Regions from separate parts of the Gossypium arboreum genome. Here all the other regions are linked to region 2. A link is a contact called in public Hi-C data. All regions are on one chromosome and are shown on one strand. Each heading gives the region's core, a stretch centred on a gene start, on an enhancer-like site or on the middle of the called end of the contact. The rest is flanking DNA. Distances are from core to core; before and after follow the strand shown.

The links. A called contact is a pair of places that touch in the nucleus more often than the background predicts.
Region 1: a contact with region 2 is called in a Hi-C map of leaf, with 4 times the contacts expected there. The contact joins the promoter of LOC108486996 here to the promoter of LOC108489626 in region 2. A contact is called at or near these places in 3 of 5 Hi-C or Micro-C datasets (all in leaf).
Region 3: a Hi-C map of leaf shows a contact between it and region 2, with 3 times the contacts expected there. The contact joins the promoter of LOC108487142 here to the promoter of LOC108489626 in region 2. A contact is called at or near these places in 2 of 5 Hi-C or Micro-C datasets (both in leaf).

Annotation. Positions count from the first base shown.
Region 1 is chr3:127,467,485-127,471,451 of ASM2569848v2, reverse strand. LOC108486996 reads left to right here and starts at 2,293. Exons shown (of 3, transcript XM_017791182.2): 1 at 2,293-2,524; 2 at 3,224-3,873. The coding sequence starts at 3,314.
Region 2 is chr3:127,314,188-127,317,631 of ASM2569848v2, reverse strand. It overlaps LOC108489626 (protein S-acyltransferase 8-like), which reads left to right and starts at 1,846. Exons shown (of 5, transcript XM_017794295.2): 1 at 1,846-2,250. The coding sequence starts at 2,212.
Region 3 is chr3:127,535,188-127,538,804 of ASM2569848v2, reverse strand. It overlaps LOC108487142 (40S ribosomal protein S18), which reads left to right and starts at 1,975. Exons shown (of 4, transcript XM_017791395.2): 1 at 1,975-2,126; 2 at 2,364-2,524; 3 at 2,799-2,987; 4 at 3,307-3,586. The coding sequence starts at 2,124. The coding sequence ends at 3,412.

The sequences.
Region 1 (3,967 bases), core at 1,044-3,543, 150 kb before region 2:
TCAAAATTTATGATAGAGATATTTTGGTCCTTAATTATAAGTTGCTTAAACATATTGGTGAAGTTGCATATAAGTTGGAGTGTTTCAAGTCGACTAAAATTCATCTTATTTTTCATGTTTTTTTGTTGCGAAAATGTGTCAGTACCCTAGACCATCAAGTTAAGCCATTAAATTTGGTCGATTCTATTGTCATTCTAATTTTACAACATATGTGGTTCTTGATAAAATCATGGTTCAACATTCTAGACACATGGTAGAACAATGGTTTTTCAGTGGAATGATTTTCCTACAAGTGACGCCACTTACGAAGACAAAATAGTAACTTTTCTAGAATTTTTCTAATTGGAACCTTGCAGAGAAGGCTTATTATGACGATGGGGTATTATTGTGATTAAATGGAAAGGCTCATGCAATAAATTGTATTGATCAACAAAGTGTAAGAGGAAGCCTATGCTAAAAGAATCCTTTTAGAAAGTAAGTTGACCATGTGATGGACATCAAATCAGCAAAGGCCTAACAATTTTGGCACGAAACTACCTAGAAGTTATATTGTCGTAAAATGATAGCTATACATTTTTTGGTGTAATATGTTACTCTTCTCACCTCCTTTCTAATTTCTTTGCACATCCCTTCTATTTATGCACTTTCTACATTTTAGCACTTCTATATCACCTTTCAATCACATCAATAATATTTCCAATACAATTATTATTATATGTTCAATTGAGATTGTTTTAAAATCACACTTGTGGATTTTTTCAATCGAAGGGTGAGCAATAGGTACCAGTGTAGGAACTTAGGGTTGGGGTTGTGCAACCGAGTGCACTTCAGGTGGAAGAGGTGGCATTTGCTATTGGGAAGCTGAATAAGTAGCTCCCATAAACTAATTGAACCATTGGTTCATCATTTGTATAAAGGTATCTCTGGCCTCACCTTTTAGCCCTTGCAGAACGGGTAAACTTTGAATTCGCTGATAAAGGCTGGGGCATTACTTTCCACCTCATCATTTACAAATTGATTTGAGTTAGCTAACATGGATAATCCATATAGGAAACCAAAGCCAATTTAGATCAACGATACATCACACTGTCACGGACTACTGTGGCATGTATGTTTAGACTTGAGACACACTACGATTTAGTCTTAGGAACGACTAAACCATAGCTTTGATGTCACTAAATGTAACACCCTTTACCTGACCTGATCACCAGGTCCAAACTAAAGGATGTCACATTCTTTGTCAGAGCAACTTCAATCAATTATAACATAATTTCTATCAATTTAACACTTTACCTTAACTATACCCTAACTTGGGTTTAAATTAGACTTTGTTAAATAGGCAATCATAATATAGTTAACCCACTCCAAACCTATCATTCTTATAAATACCTCATCTTTTAAGATCGAAAGCCACATAGACAAAATGATTAACTATACTTTTATTTTTAAAGACTTTCTGCATCCAAAACAATGTGAACCACTACTATAAACTAAAAAGTGATCATGGGAAATTTGGGTGGCTCGGCCAAAGGCCCGCCCAAAAAATGGGAGGGTTTGGGTAAAAATATAGGCCCAAAAAATGGGCTTGGACAAAAAAATGAGGCTCGTTTAGAAAATGGGCCAGACATCGGGTAAGAGTTTTTGGCGGGCACTGGCCTACCAATTATATATTAATATATTTTTTATTTTATTTTTAATCATTTTAAAATTTTAATATAACTATTTTTTTATTATATTGTCAATTTGTGTATTGTTTTAAGAATTGTTTTAGTATCATTTTATTTGTTTTATGTTTTTAAATATATTTGATTTATTATATTTTAAAATTTTTATTTAATGAAATAAGCAAAAAAAATTAATATGGGTTGGTAGGTAGGCTGGGCTTAACAATTTTATTTGGTAGGACTTGGACAAATTTTTAGGCTCATATTTGGACCGGGCAGCACAGACCTAATAGACGAGCTTAAAATTTTATTTGGGCCGGCCGAACTGGCCCGGCCGAACTGGCCGACCCTTGATCACCTCTACTATAAACTCTAACTTCAATGCATTTTATAACGTATACTAATTTAATTAATTAAGTTTAAAATTTATGTAATTAAAAAATATAATAAATTTTCACTTCATATCATATCCCTCGTTAAAAAGACACTTTACGAACACACAATTTCATAACACATCTTACTTTTCCTTTTTTCCTTAATAATAATTTTTTTTTTAGATATTCAAAATCTAAAAAATTAAAAAAAGAAGAATCGCTATCATGCGCCACGGAAGTCACTGTCCCTATCCTTCACTTTAAATAATTCCAACCGGAAATAAACTCAATTCTTTTTATTCTTCCTTACCCCATAATATTTCTTTTTTCCACCCTTTTTATTTATAATTTCTCTCTAATATTCCAATTCCTCGCCGATTAATTCGTACGCAAGTCGGGGTCGAACATGCCGGCGCCGCCGGTTTAGTTTCCTGGGCTTTTTTTTTTTTTCCTTTCTACTCTCCAGATCCGTTTAATCGCCATCAGGTAAGCTCTCACACGCCTGTTCTTTCATCTGATTTCCTGTTTGTTTCCCCAGAAAATAAAAGGAGAACAAATAAAGCAAGAGAGGAAAAAGGTTTTTATTTTGAACTGATCACTGTCAACATTTCTCTGTTCCATCTTTTTATTGCTTTCACTTCAATCAAACAGATAGCATTGCTTTGAGCTGGTACTTGTTACTTTTAACTGTAAACAGATCTTAAATCATTCTTTTAAATGAATTTAATTTTTATTTTTGACGTTGATGTTGTTAATATTTTCTTTATATTTATTCAATAGTGTTACTCTTTTTCTTGATTTGAGTGCAAAAAATAAAATTAATGTTATTGAATTTTATTTAGATTTAATAAATTTATAGATCTTAATTATGTGTGGTTTAATGGGGGGGTGACCATGTTGATAATTATTGCAGTTTTGGGGAACTAAGTAGTTATTATGTCTGCAATGAGTTTTAGTTACTTAGGATTTACTCCATTAGTAACTATAAATGGAATTTAAGATTTTTCATTGATGTTAAATTTCATTATTTGGTGTCAACTGGCGTAGTGGCAAATAATTTGCTCTGCTTCTCGGTTTAGCTGTTCAAACCTGGACAATCCTTTCCCTGATCCATTTTTAATAAATCATTTTCATTATTTGGTAAGTTTGATAACTTCACTGACTCTGATATATGGCTGGATGAAGGAGTTGAGGGTAGTTTGGTTCAGTTTGTTGTGACTGAAAAGAAAAAAAGAGAAGAAAATGGAGTTGTCTGGGTTCTCCAGATGAGAACTGATGTTATTGACAGTAGAAGGAGGAGGGTTCTTCTCTTCTTCAGCGTCCGGGTATAGCAAGGGCTTGGCCCTTCTTCTGTTGGGTCAGAAGCACGAGGACAAGTCCATGAGAGTTTCGCCGTGGAATCATTACCAGTTGGTAGACCAAGAACCTGATCCTGATCCTGACCTCCAACTGGCTTCCATCAAGAACCGGCTTTCCCGCGGGTGCGCCTCTTTTGTCTGCTTTGGTCGCACTTCTGCCGGGCTTGACACACCGTCGCCTTTGAAAGTTGGCCCTGTTCAACAGCAGGATGTCTTGCCAGGGTCCTTTGCTTCAGATAAGAGTAATGATCAAGCAACTCAGCTTGATGATGGCAATAGCGATGCAAGAAAGGTTGTTTTCAAAAGTAGTTTGAAGAAGCAACCAAATACTACTCAAGTTCCTCTTGAGGATGGTAATGACCGTGAGGCATCAGGGGAAAAGGATGGTGATATCCCGAGTCATACAGTACGAAGAAAGGTGCAGTGGACTGATGCTCATGGTAGTGAGCTTGCTGAAATCAGAGAATTCGAACCCAGGTACATGAATTTTCTGCTCTAATTAAAGTTGTATAAGCAATACAGTACAATTTTCTTACATATTTAATTTCTTCATGCTATTTCTGCCTTAGCT
Region 2 (3,444 bases), core at 597-3,096:
CGATTCTCCAAGAATACTAAGCCAACACTCTTTCAACCCTCAACCTTTGGCTCTCCATCTCAACTGAGTAAACTGGCCTCCACAACAACCACCACCCTCTCCTCCATACTCATTTCTTGTTGTATCACTGTATCAACAATAACAATTATGCTACACTTGGTTATTGGTATAACAACGTGAGGAAAACACTTATTTATTACATATGTATTACAATAGTTAAATATAGAATAAAGAAAAACTCCGGTAAGAAAATTTTTCATTCTCTTTACTAAAAATAAGTCATGAGAGTGGTCAAATGTTACCAATTTAATTAGTTTATTGTTAACTCATATACTAAAACATGCATAAAAAAATAATGATCCTACCAAACATAGTATTAAAATAATTTTATTATATTAAAAATTAATGAAATCGGTGACAAAACAGTCGGTTTTCTAAAATATCTACTAATTACATTTTTTAATATAAATTAATAAAGTGACAAAACATGTCGATTGTTTAGAGATTAAACATGAAATTAGTAACAACTGAAAATTTTAATATAAATCTTTTGTCACTTTACCTATGGTTCAGTTGACCTCTCAAATCGATGTTGAAAATATGGTTCAGTTGACCTCTCAAATCGATGTTGAAAATCATCAATTTGTTATTTATATTTTTTTTTAGAAAAAACTGAATTACATAAAATATAAGTATTGATTATTTTATTCATCAAGGTGATGAAATTGAGTAGGGTTGAACAACCATTTTGGCCCAATTTTAGTTTCTTGGGTGGCCATGGAAGCATGGACCAAAGGTTGGCAATGTTGAAGCTCATCATTGTTTTGAGGCTTGAAATTGATACCCTCCGTCCAACTCATTTCATATAATTTGATAATTCCTTAGAATCTCGCACTTAATTTTTTTAAAAAAAATTGGTCCAAATAATTACATTATCTTTAATTTTTTTCCAATTATTTTCATTAAGTAAAACAATCAAATTCGAATACATTAAAATAGAGAGATTAGCTCCTCGGTAAAATTTTATATAGAGATGGGTCGGATTAAATTATTATTATTATTAGGGAGATTGTGTGCAAGATTAAAACTTTTTTCTACTTTCAATTTTTCTTATTAATATCAAAATTGTGTAGAGACTCGACCAAGATAAATTACTAATGGAGGAGACGAGAAAATATGCGAAATGTGTATCAAAAGTCGGAATATCTTTAATTTTAGTCTCCGCGTTTTACTATATAAAAGATTTTCAAAATTTGTAAACTAGATGAATAAAATTTATAATTAAACCCAAAAAAAATTCCAACAAAATCATAAATTAACCATAATATTATATGAGAGACAGCAAGGGCAACAAAATCTAGTATACTAAGGTTCCATTTGGTTCACATTGGATCTCTCTGCAAGCCGGCAGAAAACTCCGTCGTGGGTTATAATTTTTCTTTTTAATTCTTGTAATATTTAAATATTTTTGTCTGTGTTGAAATTTAAAATTTAATTTTTATATATTATTAATATTTAAGCACAATAATTAAATATTTTTAATAAAAACGAAATATTTTAGTTGCAGTAAATATTTGGGCAAAACGCAGTAATTTAGTACTAGATTCTTCCTTTACAGTTTTCGATGACTTCAATAAACAAAAGGAAGCAGAGCGAAAAAAGTAAATAATAAATAAAGAAAGAAAGAAAGAAAGAAAGAAAATTCCTGGTATACTTGTCGTTTAAAGGCCAATAATATGACGCCACCTCATCTTGGCCACTCAAAGCTGGACAATTCTAACCCCAAAAAGTTCACTTTCAATTCGAAAAGGATGATAAAACGACGCAACATCAGCCAACGCACATAGAGTTTGCAAAAATAAATTCAGTTGTATTTTAAAATTAAAATAGTGTTTGAAAACATTATTATATAGAATTAATTTATTATATTATTCTTTGTTATTAAATACCTAAAAGTAAGAGGGTTCAACACAGGCGTTTTACGGATTCAATCATCACCCAATTGAGTACGATTCTTTCAGTGTGTGCTTGTGAAGGTTTTCGCGAGAGAGGTTTTTCAGATTTTCTGTCTTTTTATTTCAAAAATACAAAATATATATATATTTTTTAAATGAACTGAAACTCCCGCACAAGTTTCAAATCCTCCCAACTCAGTTCAAGCCTAGTTCAATAAAGCTACAGTAGGGAAGAAGAGGCTTTGAAGTTTCTCTAATGGAAAAGAGAGTGTATGAAGTTTGGAAAGGAAGTAATGTAAGGATGTTCAGTGTTTTTTTTTTTTTTTAACTTTTGTCGATTTTTTTTTATTGAAACGCATGGTTTTGGTATCTGGGTATTTGTTAGATTTGTTTGGTTTGTAGAAAAATGAGTTAGTTTTAATTTGGTTTAGTTATTAGTAGGGTTTTTAGGTTTTGGGTTTTTTTAATCAGTTGACAATTCTTACTGGTTTTTTTTCCCTGCTAGTTGGATTTTTGGTGCTATGAATTAATGATAATGAGAAACTGGGGGAAAGCATGGAGAAAATAGTGAACTCTTTACTTTTTAGGGGGGCTGTTTTTGACTGTTTGGTTTGCATTTATGAAGTTAGGCAAAGAGCTTGGTTAATGTTAGTTAAACATTTGTTATTTACTCTTTATGACCAAATGGAGGAACATCTTTGGCTTTGAATAACAGTCAGTTATGGATTGTTAACTAGAGGTATGGAATATAGCCTTACAGTTTTTAGGTTGAGTTGGTGTACTTTTATGCCGAATTACTTTGGGGAAAGTAGACTGAGTCCATGCTTGATACATGGTTGGTTCTAATGTATTTTTGCATTGAAGGGTGCCATGTGTGTTTTGTATCAGTCGTGAGAACTCTAGCACTACTTTTATATGTTAATAAGGGTTTGAACCTCATCTCCCAATGTTTTGAGAGAAATGACATAGTTGAAGTAAGTATAATTATAATGTTACTAAGTTCTTGCAAATGTGGAAGACCAAATGAGACAGGTTCTCTTCTGTTCTAGTTAACTTCTCCCTAATTTGAAACCTTAATAATCAAGCTGTTGCTTTTCCAAGTTTGGTGACTGCTTGGATATACTTGTTACTTTATTAGTGCAGTGATATGTAGATCAAAAGGAATGCTTTTGTGCAGGAACCCGTGCAAAAGTATTGTTTAATGGTAGAAGAATGAGTAATGTGGTTCTAGTTTGTGATTGATTTTTGAGAGGAATGACTACATTTGTTGGAAGTTACGGGTCAGATTTTCAGTCCCTAGCACCCCTATCTTCCAGGAAAAACAAGATTAAAAAAAGTTGTGAAACTTTGTGTTGCACCTTTTCCAGAAGCCCCATGACCATAATTTTTTTGGTCTTTTAAGGAACTTGTATATGGTACTTGTGGTAATGTTTCTTCCATACCCTTGTTTGGTCCAGCTTTAGCTTTGTAGAGTAGTGAAGTTGTTCAA
Region 3 (3,617 bases), core at 726-3,225, 220 kb before region 2:
ATATATTTCAGTATTTTATTAAAAAGGAGCAAATAATCCGATTATAAATAAAATGTTTAGATTATGTTTATATAATAAATCTAGGTATATTTTGCTTGTAGAAATATTTACAAAAATAAATAGAACTATTTGCAACCAGCAAGCACAATTTCAAAAAGATTTTTCAGAATATTTTCTACAAGCTTATGTTTTCACAAACGATTTAAATGAAAAATTCCCTACTATAAAGTTTAGACTTGATTATGAACCATTTGATATAAGCAGTATTGAATGGGGTTTTGTTAAAGAAATAACAGTTCAAAATTTTTCTTTCCATTTATTAAAAGATTTTTCTACATTTGTTAAAACTATGTTATTACGTATGGTATATGAAGATGATTTTATTATTATTTTCATGTTGAAATCAACAGTCTTATTGGTATAGCTAAAAAAGAAAAATTTTATCAGCCATATCAAATTTGAATCATTAAAAAAATGATTGGAGGTCTCAACCTTTCAGCAGCTAAAAAAAAGAAAGAACACTTTACAAAAAATATTGATAAGTGTTACAATAATCTCAGTTATTATCAGATCTAAGCAGGAATAGATTTAATGACCAAAGCCCAATATTTACTTCAACAAAAAACTTATAGCCTCTAGACTGATAGAAGAAGAATATTGGCATATGATACTGGAGTTGGATACACTCAGGATGATAGAAATAAAAAATATAGTTAACATAGAGATTGAAGATTTTTCATCACATATAATAGAAGAAATCAAGAACACGTGGGAAAATTAGAACTCACCAAGACTGTCAATTGATTCATTACATCTAGATGAAATTGAGGAAATGAATCTAGATAATATTCAGAAAGGATAAAAGCCAATTGGAAGAAACCAATAAAAATATCAAGGAAGTAACATGAGAAAGCAACATCCATGTCTAGACAAAAAAGGAAGCAACGTGGAAGCAACCATGTCATGGCAAAAATCATCAAATTAATGATGAAACATCATACTTATCAGAAAAATTGTGCAGGATTCAAAGAAAATTAAATAGAGTTCAAGAATTCTCTTATAAATATAAATGAAGGAAGCCTAAGGAGGCATCGAAGTTAGAAAACCTTTCCCTATACACTTCTCATCCGCCAACCTCTCTTCATATCTACTTTTATCAACAACCTCTCTTTCTTTGTAAAAAAATATTTTCCTTATTACTAGTTTTATTTTGTAAATTTATAATATTATCTATTGTCTCCCGTATCCCTTTGTAATTGGTATCAGAGCATCAAAGCTTTGAAATTAGTCATTGGTAACTTAGTTGATCAAACATTAAGTCTCTTTGTTGAAGGCCTTGCCAGGTGAAATTTAGTCATATGATAAAGGAGGCAATGGATTTAAAAAAAAATTACATTCTACTCAATTTTTTTTTACATTACGATAAATTTAGCCCTTAACATTTAATCATTTTGTCACTTTGATTTTTATTTTTATTTTTTATTTTTGAATCATTTTGGTCCTTTAACTTTCAAATTTTAGTTAAATTATTTTCTTTTGAATAAAAATTTGACTAAACTATTAAAATTTTAACGACATTAACTAAACCATATTTCGTACTAAAATTATCAATTCTTTTTAGAATAATTATAAAAAATTAAAATTTGATTCTAACACATTTATCAAATAAGTCATTAAGGGATTACTCTTTAAGGAATAATTACCACTTAGATACTTATTCTTTTATATATTTTTTGGTACAACTTTTTCTTTTATATTTAATACTAAATAACTAAAATTTTTCTTATAAAAGAAATAAATAACTACCATTTTAAAACTTATTCACTTAAAATAATTAATTAATTAATTAATTTATTCTTATTTAGATTATAATAATTTTAATAAATATTATTGTTTTGAAGTTTATGGATATGGATATTGATATTTATATTGGTTATCCAAAAGTAAAAGAATGATTTTGGGTTTTAGCCCAAAAACCCAACCCTAAAAGCCCACAGCAATCAATATATAATTTGTTAGAAGAAACCCTAGTCTCTAGCTTGGCCTCCATTGGTATACTTCAAAGCTCATCTGTCACCCCAGAGCCCCTTCTCTCCGCCGAATCTCCTTTTTCTCCCGTAAAAATGGTAATTACAAATCCATCTTTTGCATCCGAATCCCCAATATTCACAACTCTCTTCTCATCAATTCATTACTTCATCTCTTCCTGTAGTTTTAACATGCTTTGTTTCTTGATCCGACTAACTGGAAAGGGGTTGTTATGAGCGTTTGTAAACTGGGACTTATATTATTTGAATTGGGGTTTATATTTTCTTCCCAAAGATTGTTGCTTTTAACCTCATTTTAATGTTTTATGTGTGTAGTCTCTGGTGGCCAACGAAGATTTTCAGCACATTTTGCGTGTCCTGAACACCAACGTTGATGGAAAGCAGAAGATTATGTTTGCTTTGACCTCCATCAAGGGTATCGGAAGGCGTTTCGCCAACATTGTTTGCAAGAAAGCCGATGTAGACATGAACAAGAGGTTTGCTTTTATCTTTCAAATTTGCATGTACAATGAAATACTGTTTATATATCCATTCTAGTCCTTAATTTTGAATAAGATGATTTATGGTACAAAGTTTAGGCAATGATATATGATTCGATCCCAATAGTTTTCGCATTGATTCGAATGTAACTTAGATCGAGTATTCTTCCAGGTTCGAATTATGTATATATGTAGAGTAAGAGTGTAGGCTTTGGTATAATTAAATTGCTGAATGGCTTTCGGTTCTTGGTGCTACTTTTGTCGTTATTAGGGCTGGTGAACTGACTGCACAGGAATTGGACAATCTCATGACGATTGTGGCGAACCCGAGGCAGTTTAAAATCCCAGATTGGTTTTTGAACAGGCAGAAGGATTACAAGGATGGAAAGTATTCCCAAGTTGTGTCCAATGCTCTCGACATGAAGTTGAGAGATGACTTGGAGCGCTTGAAGAAGATCAGGTTAATTCCTTTTTTCCTGTTGATCTGTGCTAGAGTTAGCTTTTGCCCTTGTATATTTGATGCCTTAAAAGAACAATTGCTTTTGCCAATTTGTGTTACAAAGTCCTTATGCTGTATTGGTGATGTTTGTCGTTGATTAATATGAGAAAATAGCTGCAATAACCAGAGCTTAGAAATTTGAATACATTGTGTGTGCATATATTGGTTTGGTTGGTATACATGATAAATTGTTAAATGAACAATTTGCGATGTTATTTTATGGGGTACTGGGGCATGGGACGGAAACTGAACTAACTATCGATGTAAAACTGTGATGCAGGAACCACCGTGGTCTGAGGCACTACTGGGGCCTTCGTGTACGTGGTCAGCACACCAAGACTACTGGTCGCCGAGGAAAGACTGTTGGTGTGTCTAAGAAGCGTTGAATTCTTCATAACATAATCTATAGTATGATGAGGCAGATATTTATTTCTTTGCTTTTAAGCGATGTTTGCATCAAAGACAATTTTGGATTTGGTTTTGTTGTTTTAGTTGGTTTTTTAAAACCTTGCAGACAAGTAGTGTTTCTCTTTTAATCGATTGTTTGATCTTTTTATCAATTGACATTAAGGATACCTGCTTTGATAGATT